2 separate regions of the Arachis hypogaea genome follow, and region 1 is linked to region 2. Evidence: chromatin contacts called from public Hi-C data. All regions are on one chromosome and are shown on one strand. The core of a region is the stretch at or near the end of the contact, and the rest is flanking DNA. Distances in the headings are between cores, read along the strand shown.

Region 1 (6,766 bases), core at 733-3,232, 33 kb before region 2:
AGCAACGAAAGCTAGGGCCGAAGTGGTGTGCTAGGGTTTAGCCGTTTGTAATGGTGCACCGTAGCATCATGGAGGTTTTTTATGTTTGCAAGGTTCTAAAAATCGGACCGGTCATCAAACCACTCCGATCACTGGTTCACTGGTTTACTGGTCCAATCAGTTCAATCGTAGTCCAACCGGAAAAACCGTTTTATAATAAAATAATAAATAAATTATAAATAAACATCCTAGTACATACTTGTAGTCTAATACAAACTTAGTCATTCCATAAGAAAAATCATCACCATCTAAAGCAAAATGCAATTCCAATCAATGAATACTATTCAATAAGTCAACCTAATCATTTAATAAGTTAATAAGTTCAAACAAAATGCAATTATAATTAATACTATACAATCCTTACAACTGAGTAGCAAGACCTCTTTTGCAATTAAGCTCAACCTAATCACTAAACCAAACCTTCTCAAAACACAATAATTATCAAAATTTATCACAATCTAAACTCATATCTAACAAACAGCTCAAAACTCCAGGCCATCAACAAACACCAACACAGGCAACAAAGATCAAAGATATCATCAAATTGAAAAATAAAATAAAACAAAATAATAATCATACCTGACCACACCCAACTGCACAAATCTCCTGTGTGGTGAACAGAGCATAATGGAAGAGAAAAAATGGAAAAGAATACAATCCCCAATTGGAAGAGAATAATGAAAACATTCAGCATATAATGACTGAGGCAGAAAACAGTCTCAACAGAGCATATTGGAAGAGAAAAAATGGAAGATAGTCACAATCTAAGCAAATGCTTCTTGATTGGCAGAAAATATTATTATTATGAGCAAATGCTTCTTGATTTATATTATCATCCATAACTGAAATTAACAGTTACAATCTAAGCACAAGATTAAGAAACTAACTCCTATAAGAATTAAGAAACCTGTAATTCAATTCCAAAGATTTATTAACGGAAATAATATGTTGATAGCAAAATCGCTAATAAAAAACCAAAGTGACATTTATTTTTGTTTCCAATAATGATTAATTACAAAACTTCTTTTATGATTTTGCAAAGGAATGGCCACAAAACCCCACATATGATGAAATCAAATTGTAATTAAAAAGAGAACACGGATAGTAGTAGAGATATAATGCTTCTCCTACAGAAACCATGGCGTAACTTAATTCCAGTAAATTCACTAAGCATCAATTCAACAAGCCCGTATCAATTTATCACAAGAATCAGTATCAATTTATCATCAAGAAGTAAGCCCGTAACGGACTTAATCAACCAGAGTTCACAAACATACACAAAATTAACTATTTTTTTTTTACTAAATCATTCTAAACACATTAAAAACTAAATTAACCAATCACATTTTCTTATAAACAACTGATTAAAAACAAAAAAATTAAGCAAGAAAAATTAACTAACCTTCGGTGGTCTTCGAACGAGCAGAGTAGGGAGGAGAGGGAGCAACAATGTGACGTGGAGAAGCTGGCGGCAGTGGCGATGCAACAGACGACGAAACTGGACCAGGCAAAGAAGCTGGCTACGCGCGAAGAAAAGAAGCTGGCGAAGAACGGCGGGACGGCGGCGGTGAGAAGAACGACGGCAACAATGGAGGCTAGGGTTGGTCACCTTTTTTTCTTTCTTTGAGAGAGGGAAGCTTGGTTGAAGGTTTCAAGGTGACTGAGAGCAATGGGCGGTGGCGCTGATTCTCACGCCCTGCGGCGGTGGGGAAGACTTTTGTGACCTAGGGTTGTGATTTGGGGGTGGGGGACTGCAGCGCAGAGGGGTGACTGGGTGAGGACCGAAGAGATACTGGCGCGTTCTTTTTCTTAAAAACGAAACCACGTCGCTTCAAGAAAACCGACCGGGTCCTGATTCAATCCGACCGGCCAATTTCTGGCAGATTCAATTATTTTTAGCCCTTTTTTAAAAAAAAAAAATGGTTTTTGATATTGAACCAAACTGCATTAGCACCTGATTCGTGATTAGATTGATCAAATAGATCGGTTCAATCCGATTTTTAGAATCATCGATATTTAGATTTTTGACATTCATTCAACTTAGAAACCAGTTTTTTTATAGTTTGGTTTTATAAAAATTGTGATCTCAATTTGGTTATTTTACTTCAGTTTGATTAAACTAATTTCTTCTAACACCCTTAGAAAGAGCTGAGTTAGTACTCAAAGTGGTCCTTGAACTTGTAGTTGAACCTCAATATAATTTCTGAACTTAAAATTGCCCTAAATTTGCCCCTAAACTTAACAACGATCGTTCATGATATACTTTCCGATGACAAAATGATAACGTGGTTGGATGGAAGCCACGCTGCACTGGTAAAACATCGTCGTTTCATTTTTTGCACCCAAATAGAACATAAACGATATCGTAAAGTATCTATTTCGGCGCAAAAAATGATACAACGATGTTTTACCAGTGCAGCATGGCTTCCGTCCAACCACGTCATCTTTCCGTCATCGGAAAGTATCTCACGAACGACCGTTGTTAAGTTCAAGGACAAATTTGGGGCAATTTTAAGTTCAGAAACGACATTGAAACTCGACTGCAAGTTTAGGGACCATTTTGAGTATTAACTCGAAAGAACCACTAATATAACATGAAGAACAACACTGCATACCTAAATTTTTGTAGGAGACAGCGTTCGTTGCGATGCCAGTAACAGAGATATTAGGCGACGGCAGATGCTATTGGTGGATAAACAACGGTCAGAGAGAGAGAGAGAGAGAGAGAGAGAGAGAGAGAGAGAGAGAGAGAGAGAGAGAGAGAGAGAGAGAGAGAGAGAGAGAGAGAGAGAGAGAGAGAGAGGGGCACTGAGATCGGGTAGAGTGACTCGAAGAAGTAGGTATTCGTAGGCAATTGAATCCAAAATGCGATGTGGAAGTGGTAGGATATTTTGGCGAGTAAATTGCCATTTCTAACCATGAAAGATTTGGATGCTAACATTTCTACCCATGAAAGACAAAAATTAAAGTTATACCCATGAAAGATGGGTTTTTACAGAAAAAATTATCCAAATCCTAAAATATTAAATAAAATTTCCAAACTACCCTCTAATGTAACCTAAGTCTAACCTCGAATTTTACTCCACACCACTACTCACCCAATCCCAAACCTTACCACCACTTTCATCCTCAACTACTGCCATCACCACTGCCATCACTATCACCACCACCGTCATTACCACTTCGTTTTCTGTTCTGTCATCATATTCCACTCGTGGAACCACTGCTATTTCTCACCATACCATCTAAGAGTAATAGAAGAAAAGCAAAACCAAACCATCATCAACCTCCTCTCATACCCTTTTGCACGGAACCACCTTATCTTCTCATCAAAGCCACCTTCAAAGCTTCTCAAGATTGCACTCTTTGTTAAGAGATGGCCTCAGGGATCTCATGTCGGAGGGCTTGAATGCCATGCTATGATTATCCATATTGCTCTTGCAAAAAGAGGCCATGAACTTCACATATTCACCACTTCACCAAGTTCCTCTACTATCTCGAAATCTAAACTTGAAAAGTATTTTCACTTCTCAAAACCAACTCCAAGTAATTACCTTGACCAAGCTTTAGTTTGGGAACAGTTTTAGGAACAGAACAAAACAGGGTCACCATTTGACATTGTTCATACTGAAAAGTGTTGGCCAAATTTGAGGAGGATTATGAAGAATAGGACGAAAGAGAAAGTGAGGTTAATAGTGAAGAAATTGAAAAAGTTAAAATTTTTTAGATGTGTTCTTTTTCTTTGCTTTTTTGGGTACCTTTGATTTTGGAGAAAAATAAAACAAAAAATGATTTTTTCCTTTATTTTTACATGAAATAGGATCCATGGTTAGATTTTGATGAAAATAGAAGAGAAAGTACGAGAGATAAACAAAATTTTGGATTTGGTGAGTTCTATGATGTGTGTGTTCTACGTTTTCGATGATGATAATGATGGATAGTAATGGTGGAATCGAACATGTGTTGAGGTAGTGTCCAGGAGCAGTAGAGGTGGTGCTAGCGGTAGTGGTGATAGTGATGGGAGCAGTGATGATGGTAGTTGGGGGATAGGAGAGTGGTGGTAGAGTTTGGAATTGGGAGAGTGATGATGTAAAGTAAAATTAGATGTTAAAGTTAGGTTATACTAGAAGGTAGTTGAGAAATTTTATTTAATTTTTTAGGGTTTGGATAATTTTATATGCAAAAGCCTATCTTTCATGAATATAACTTTAATTTTCGTTTTTCATGGGTAAAGACGACAGCATCCAAATCTTTTATAGTTAGAAATGATTATTTACTCATATTTCGGCAAGTACCTGATTGTCCATTTTTTAAATTGGTCTCTGATTTTCTTTGTCACCTCTATTTACGACATTAAAAATTACTAATGTGACATATTAAGTAATATTATATTAATTATAATATACATTTAACAGTTTTAGTTTTTTTTTTTATTTTTTTCAAAGATAAATAAATTTTTTATTTGTTGAATAAAATTGAGTCAAAAAACTTCACACAAGTAAAAAAAAGAGATATTTACTATAATTAAATTATATAAAAAGACAACAACAAAAAACTAAGTTAATGTATGATATATCTATAACATTTATCTTCTTCACTTATCTTCTTTCTATCTAAGAGAAGCTATTCAGTTAAGGAAAAATTATTGTCAAAGATGAATGAGCTACATGCTTTTCATATTAGTTAGAGAAAATTAATAGTGAGTAATAGACATTTTTTTGTTTCTTTTTTTTTTTTAATTATCAACAACTTCCACCCACCATTTTCAAAAGACTTTGTTGGGTTTAAATTGAGGATTTGGAATTTTAATTTTTGCCAAATAGTGCTAGAGTGAACACAACAGATTAAGCTATAATGCTCAAGAAATTCTTTCAATTGCTTGCATCTTGAGCAAATTAGAGAGATTGTCATTATTTTTTTATGAAGTTTTTGGCTAGCTGGTAAGCCATTGCACATCACCTTTTACAAAAAAAATCCTAATTATAAGCTCACAATTGAGAGCCCATATTAAAGATTATAAGCGCTTTTCCCGACATAACTCTGACAGAAAAAAATTGGAAAGCTATGCAATAGCCTTAACTGAATATCATCCATCTTTGGTGCCCCTCCAAGTCAATTGATAGCGTGCCATCCGTTGGTTTAGAAATTCTCTCAAAAAGAATCTTGTTGCAAGTATAGTTCTAAACCAACATACGACATGTATCAGAATTTAATTTATTTGCCATGAATTTAAACAATAAAAACCGGGAGTTTTAAATCTCGGATCGTCTCTCAAAGGAATTGCAATGCGGTGTGCGTATTATCGGTTATGAGAATAAGGGGTTTGAAGGCAAAAAGACAAGAAACTAAATTGCAAGAAAGTAAAGCTAACAAATAAGGAAATTGAAATGCTAAGACACTCCTGGCAAAGATTGAGAGTCAAGGCTTCCTATCCAAGTCATTGATCACAAACATGGCAATTACCTAGAGTTAATCCTACTTTGTCGTCTCCTATATCGGAAGAAAGCCAAATAGGCATAGTTAATCTTAATCCATTGGTCTTACTCGTTAGTGAAAACAAGACCAACTAACAACCCTAAATCACCAATTAATATTGGACATCAATGACTCTCAATATCACTAACCATGACATGATGATTACAAAGATTGAATCCAATTCGTCAACCTCTAAATAGTGAGGTAAGTCAATCGGGATTAATTAATCTTAATCCATAGGTCTTACTCATTAATGGAAACAAAATTAATTAAATCTCTAAATAATCAATCAATTCGAACATTAGCGATTCAAGGTTACCTAAGTCCTCAATTCCAAGGCAAGAGTGCTAAAATTCTACACTAAAGCTAAACCAAGCATTTTATCAAACACTTGGAAGACATAAAAGAAAAGCATCATAAATTGTAATAATAATAAAATCTATAACTACCAAAAATAAGAAAACAATAACAATAACTCAAACAAGCATCAAGAAAACATAAAACATCACATTGTATTAAAGAAAATCAAAATTAACAAGAGAGTTTATAAACTAAAGTTAACAAAATAAAGAAACTAATAAGCAAAATTAGAAAAATTAAGACAATAGAACAAGGAAAGGTAAACAAATCCACCCTAAAATAAGAATTAAACCCTAAACTAAGAAGAAACTAAACCTAAAATCCTAAATTCTAGAGAAAAAAAAGAGCTTCTCTCTCTAGAATTCTAAACCTAAAACATCACTCTAAACTATTCTATGACTCTATCATTGATCCTCCTTGAGTCTTACTTCCATATGCATTAGAAATGAGTTAGATTGTGTCAAAATTGGGCCAGAAATTGCTAGTCACGTATTTACTTAAGTGAATCATGTGTTGTAACTAGTGCGTACGCACAAGCCATGCGTACGCACAACCTGGCAGATTTCCAAAAGATGCGTACGCACAACCATGAATTTCTCCAATTTTTATTTCTTCATGAATTCTCCACTTTTGCATGCTTTTTTTTTTTCATTTCTTCAAGCCATCCTTGCCTTCTAAACCTTAAATAACTCAAACAAACACACCAAGGCATCAAATGGGAGACAAGTGAATTAAATTTGGCAATTTTCAAGCACAAAAAGCATGTTTTCTTACCATTAAGCACAATTAGGAGAAATTCACAAAACTATGCATTTTCAATGAATAAATGCAAGATAAGTTGATAATTTCTCTTCTTTTCAACCTAAAATTCATCATAAAATAGGAGTTTATC
Region 2 (6,962 bases), core at 1,780-4,279:
TCGGTTGACTGCTCCACCTGGTCAAGCGTACGCGTCGGTTGACTGCTCCACCTGGTTAAGAATTAGCATTTTTAGGGCCTAAGAAGTATATTTTGAACTATGAAGCATAATTAGGAAGAAATCTTAAAAACATGCAATTTATGTGAATAAGTGTGACAAGAGTTGACAAAATCCACTCAATTCAATAAAAAATAAACCATAAAATTATGGTTTATCAAGAGTCTTCTCTCCATTGAACCGAGGCCAACCCCCTGTCTAGTCTCTTTTGGATTAGCTTACCATCAAATTGTCTATTACTCCAAGTAAATTTCTTTCCTTCAAACCCCAAATCAACTAGTCTTTCATTTTTGATAAAATTTAAAAAAATTTAAATGGAAGTAGCAGATTTCATCCTTTCTCCTTCCTTTTCATGGTAAGTAGTTACAGGATTAAAGTCACTAATACTTAAACAGTGTTTACCTGTGTTAGCCATGATATTTAGAATTTGGCTAAATTGTGTTTCTCTTTATATCTCATTAGTGTACAAGTAAACTCCCATCACATCCCATGACTTCAAGCCCATAGAGTCATCCGATTTAAAATGTACTAAGTAGTCTTCATATTGCATAATCTGTATTTTCTTCCCTTCCTTCCATATAGGGGTGGCAATAGGGCGGATAGGGGCGGGTTTTTGCTCTACCCGACCCCGTCCCGTTCAACAAAAACCCGCATTGAACCCGCCCCGCCTCTATCCGCGGGTAGTAAAATGTTAAACCCTAACCCGCCCTGTAGGTACCCGCCCCTATAATTATTAAATCCAAAAAATAAAATAAAATTTTAAAAATTATATAACTATTATTTATATACATAACATAAATTAAAGTAAAAATTTAAATATGATACAATATTATTAATCATTTTACTAATTATTTTATATATATTACATATATTATATATTAAAAATATATATTTATATATCTATTATATATAACGGGGCGGGTAGGGGCGGGTTTAACCTAAACCCGACCCCGCCCCACCCCGTTAAAACCTGCCCCGGTGCAGGTGCGGGTAATTATCCGCTCCGAACGGATAGGGATGGGGTTGGTACCCGTGGGTTCGGGTAGTGTTGCCATCCCTACTTCCATATCACTACTAAACCTCTTGCCAACCCTCTTGGATCAACACAAATGAAATTCTTAAAACCTGCACCTCCAAGAATTCTCTCCACAGGCAAGGCTGTAATTTTTGTTTCACATAAAAACACCACCTTGAGAGAATGGGTTGAACACAACCTTTAATATTGTGAATTGTCAAAAATTTTTTCAAATTCCGATAATTCCACATGATCATCTTCATGGATTCTCGAATACCATTTTTTAGGTGATACCCACCCTCTTCTCATTCATCATCATGTGAACATGGCAGATTTTTTTCGCCTTTGACTCCACCTTCTTTCCTTCCAAACTCCTTTTAACCCTGGTCACTTGTGTTTTTGGTACATCCGAAAGCTTTCCAAGCTCTATTTATAAAATAATTCACCAACCTATAATAGAATAACTCAAGACCAAACGATTGCAATGATAAAACAAAGTGGCACCGAAAGTTGGCTTGCAAAATTATTAGAGCATATACAAATCACAAGTCACTAACAATTCTTTGATTTAGCATTCAGACATCCACTAATTATTTCACAACATATAGCAAAACCCCAAAAACAGAGGACTGAAATTGAGAGAGTCGTCAAAACTCAAATGACAGAAAATACCCATTATTACTCCCAAAAATAAATAAATAACTTATGAAAAAAGTAAACATAGCTACTCATTTACATGATCATTCAGGAACGCAGATAAGGCAAAACCAGTATCCGTATCATGAAAACTTTCAATGATTATGTTGCTAGAATTTTCTGATTGCCCCGTTAGGTGACAATGGTAACATGTCACCAATTTATGCTTTTGGGACTTTGATCCTGTCTTGCTCTTGCTTTCCGATCTTTTTTACTACAACCTCTCATCACAAACAACCTGTTTGTACACTTGCCATTGTTGGATTCAAATTCTAATTTATGTTGCTCTTTTATCATCAATTCCTCTTTAACATCTTTGAGATGTCAGACCTACCATAGAGTATGGTATCACAAAAATCATCATAGGATGGAGGTATTGTATTCAACAAACTCGCAACTTGATCAATATCTCACACTTTTATTCCAGCTGCTCTAACATCGGATATCATTCGATCAAATTCTTCTATGTGATTTTGCATTGACTTTTCTTCCAGGTATTTGAACGTGCACATTCGCTCCCATTGATGCAATTTGTGAGACAAAGTATTTGCGGAATATTTTTCTTCCAAAGCCTTCCATAGTGAATCAGGAGTCTTCATTTCCGTAACCTCTCGCAGAACATTATTTGCTAAGCATGACCTTATAGTATTCCATGCTTTGACCATTAGCTCCTCTTTCTTTTCGGGAGATAATGCAGATTATAGTTTTTCTTTACCCTCTAATGCTGTTTCTGAACCTTGTAGAACCAACAATGCTTGTACCTTCAGTTTCCATAAGCTAAAATCGTTGGACCCGTCAAATTTTTCCACTTTAAATTTGGACAGCACCATCTTGGATTCTAAATCAAATAACAGAGATGTCAATAATATTACAAACCACAAGCAAATACAAATACAAATCTTCAATATATGTCACTCACAATGAATTTTACTCTTACTACAATAGATATATATAACTTCAAAAAATGAGCTTTGCTTCTTTGATGGCCTCCTTTGGTTAGAGGTTGGCTCTGTTTATATAAGTCAGTCAAGTCCGCAATTAATGGGGGCAATAATTGCACTCGCCTAATTTTCATCCAATCAAATGTATTAAATATTTGTTGCAAACTAAATCTTTATCACATGAGTATAAAGCTAGCTGACATTGGTGACACTTGGCATAGAAAATTTAAATAAAAACTGCAAGCCCCACTTTATGGACATTATTGACACATTATCAATAGCAAAAAACCAAGCCATCATTTTGGCTTTTGACACAAATTTCACTGGCATGTGTCCGCTAATTAAAGATGTGCAAAGTTGATATGTATAGCATAATCATATCTAACCAGTATTATTTATTTCATTATTTATTCAATTTTACTTTTTTTTTATTTTTTTACTTTTGTTACAAAAAATAAGAGGAAAAAGTAACCAGAAAAAAGAAAAAATGTCGGGAAAAAACCCAATAAGAAAAATACATTAAGTCAACACTCAATAGCGTAGTCCAAAAACTCAGGAAAAGGAACGAAACTCACACACATAAAACATAAACCACCAAATAAAATCGGTAAGCACCCCAAAAGAATGAGAAACACACATTAAACAAGACAACCAAGAGATTAGGTCAAATGCACCAATACTCTATCTAGTAACTTGATTTAGCATACTAGATCTATGCTACATACCTTTTAGTTTGGTTTAATGTCTTTATATTAACTATTAGCAAAGACAAGGAATGCCAGTTACTATAGTCAAGAATGTAATGAAAAGGATAAACAGGGTTAAACATTAATGGTGTTAAATATATACAGTTAAGTTGATTTAGCTTAATCTCAAAAACTAATTTTAAACATATCACCAATTGTTACCAAGCTAACGAAATAACTCAAAAAATATATTAAAATTAAGAGATTCTGAGTCAACCATAAAAATTAGTTCAATTATATAAGTTGAGGAGAAAAGTTTCCAAAAACTTAAAATCATGATCAACATTAAATATCTAGGCATATGAAAAAGTTGGTAGAAAGCTAAGAAAGCACACTAAGACCGTAAGTGGGAAATGACAAAGCCCAATTACACCTTGCGTAACAAAAATGAAAAATGAAAAATCAAAATTCTCAACCCGCACTACCAGCATTTGTCCTCTACTCATTAGCCATGACCGAATAAAAGGGTATTAGTGTAAAGAAGAAATTCTGTGAACCAGGCAGTTAGATATTTGGCATGCTGCAATAGTTTATCATATGGCTCAAATTAACATGGTTCATAAAAACAAAACAATCAAGAAGAAGAAGAAGATAAAATATGAAGACCCAAGCAGGACACATTTGGCATAATGTTCACAAAATGAACATTAATGTGCATGCATGTCATAGCATGTCATGGCCATAAAGTTTATTTGTACATGAAAGCCTTATGTCTCAGGTTTGTGACTATGATTTGTAAAGCTCAAGTTATGAGTAACAATAATAGTGCTACAATGACACTAGAATCATGAACTATGTAGAAACCAATTGAGAATGTAGAAGACTACACATAATTTTTAGAGGAACCACACCGAAGGGTCCACATCTTAGCAATGTTACTTCTTGATTGGTTCTGATTTTTAGAGGAACCACACCTAAGGGTACTAGCTTCCTTCAATTTTTTAATAATCAACCACAAAAAATCTAATAACAAGAACAATTAAATTAACACAATAATAACAAAGTAAGGATCAGTAAAAACAACTAGGGAGTAGCAATGAGTAATAAGTCAATAGCAACATAGCAAAAGAGTTAATAACATCTAACACAACAGCAATTAAGTGATTAACAAGCTAACAAATTAACAAATTGCAAAAAAGACACAGCAAGCATGGCAATTGGCAAGAATGCAGCAACCAGCAAGAACTAGTAGGCAATAGCAAAAACTTTAGTAAACCAGAACAACAACAATTCCACTCACTTTTTTCTTTTTTTTAAATTTGATACATCAACACTCACCATTCACCAAAACCCAAGAACGGCAGTCAGGGTGGGAAGACCCCAGAGCAGTTCAGCATACAACATACACACAAACACAGCCAAAATCAGAGGACCAAACACAACAAAGTCATCATCTCTAACACCCCCACCCTTATGCTATCAAATCTAAGCAACACAACACAACAGCAGAACAAAAGCCATACATTTAACAAAACAACAATTCTTCTACAACAATAATAACAATAATGGGGATTGTTAGTCAATGAAAATGTTTCATTTCTTTCTTTTGGTTTCTTTTCCCTTAAGTCAACACTATATCGTTTTTTCTAGTTTCACTTCTAAATAAATTTATTGATGAACATTGGCTAAAATAGAATCTTGAGATCAAATATCAAATTGGGTTATTCTTTATTGCAGAATTATGTTCAATCATCGCTGTTACTGACAAAATGGTAAAATAATAAACTGGCAGAAGTTAAATTGAATCTAACTAATGGCTTTTCACTAATCATGTACCAACCTGCAGTATTCTACAATAAAATTGATTCCAGTGATTAATTACACTACAGAAACAGGACATGCACCTTAAAACTGACCTTTGATCGTTACTAGCTGCTAAGTGCTAATGCAAGAAGTGAGATTGTTGATACTGGTAGCCAAAACCAACTGGAAATTAAAAGAACTGCGCATGGGAGGAAGGAAATTAGTTATAACAATAAAGTGAAGAGAAGTCAATCACCCAAAAATCAGAAGACTAGCAAGCAGACAGGTGACCACATGAGAAGTCAATCACCTAAAAATTAGAACCAATCGTGAATCAGAAGCTAAAACCCCAAAATTAAAAACCCCAAAATTGGAACCCAAAACCCTCTAAATTTCACATAACCAATTGAAAATCGAAACATACCTTCTTTGACTCAATTAGCCATTGTAGTTCATCATCAACATCATAGCCATACACACCTGCAACACTGAAAAGAGAGAGCGAGTGAGAACAAGTGAGAAAGAGAGGATAGAGAGTGAGACAGAGAATGATGACTTGGTGAGCGCGATGGTGAGCAGCAACCATGAGAGTAGACAAAGGTGAGGAACAAGATGAAGTGGGGTGAAAACGAAAGAGAACGAGGAAGAAGTAAGTGGCGTGAGAATGAAGGAGAACAAACGCGGGTTTGGCGTGAAAACGAAAAAAATATTTCATTAAGGTGAAACTTTTTGTTCTTGGCATGTATAATGAAGTTCATTGAACTAACTGGTTTACCTTTGACTGAATTCAATTGCATTGTTTTGGTTGCACAATGGCAAGATTACCAGTAATCACTGCAGGAGCAAGACCCATCCTTGAAAATGATGAAACCTAGTGGTATCCCTAACAATGATTTCTCTTCCTTCTATAGCTGATATGTACTTTATTGCATTGTGGCAATCTCCACAAACTCTCAAGTTCTTGAATACCCTAATTGGAACCCCTAATGGTACCTTTAAAAGTCCAAATGCAATTGCCAATTTCTCACTGTGCCATAGAAGAAGCTGTTCTTTCAGCTCCTCTTCCACATCATGCAATGCGAACTCAAGATCCGGAATATAGCCAGCCATCTTCATTTTTTCCTCCAATTCATTTAGTTTTTTATGTATAGAGACCAATTCTGGGTGCAATCGGTCGCTTGACCGAAACTCATGCACCGCACTCTGTATCTCAATCCAACTATATCCGGGTGCCTTCACTACATTGTTGTCTTTCATCGATCTCCGAATCCTAGCAACATGCTCCCATCTATTTTGTGCTGCATAAATATTGGCCAATTGAACATATCCAGTTGCACTATTTGGATCAAGCGCAAGCAGATTCTTGGCAGCAAACTCGGCCAGGTCTAGGTTCTTATGGATCCTACAGGCTCCCAAAAGCGTTCCAAAGATGGCAGGATGTGGCTTAAACGGCATACTTTTTATCAGGTCTGTTGCCTCAGATAACCTACCACGTCGACCAAGAAGGTCAACCATGCAAGCATAGTGTTCTGGCCTAGCTTCAATTCTATAATCCCTTATCATAGCATCAAAATATTGGACCCCGAGATCTACAAATCCTGCATGGTTCCAAGCTAAAAATACTGCTACAAAAGTAATCCAATCTGGCTTCATGCCATCATTTTTCATTGCATCAAATAACTCCAGAGCTTTTTCACCAGCTCCATGTTGTGCATAACCAGAAATCATTGTGTTCCATGATACAAGGTCTTTCCGTTGGATCTG

What was found. Hi-C and Micro-C count contacts between places; a contact is called where the count stands out from the background.
Region 1: a contact with region 2 is called in a Hi-C map of leaf, with 2.1 times the contacts expected there. The contact joins the promoter of LOC112797081 here to the enhancer-like site in region 2. A contact is called at or near these places in 3 of 8 Hi-C or Micro-C datasets (leaf and an unstated tissue).

The regions. Positions count from the first base shown.
Region 1 is chr4:102,442,378-102,449,143 of arahy.Tifrunner.gnm2.J5K5, reverse strand. It overlaps LOC112797081 (kinetochore protein SPC24 homolog), which reads right to left and starts at 1,982. Exons shown (of 7, transcript XM_025839838.3): 1 at 1,442-1,982.
Region 2 is chr4:102,409,983-102,416,944 of arahy.Tifrunner.gnm2.J5K5, reverse strand. It overlaps the pseudogene LOC112797080. Among protein-coding and RNA genes, the nearest start is that of LOC112797081, 34 kb to the left of the region's middle. Within about 2 kb of position 3,029, at least 1 of the 3 cell types and tissues checked has open chromatin away from gene starts, as enhancers often do.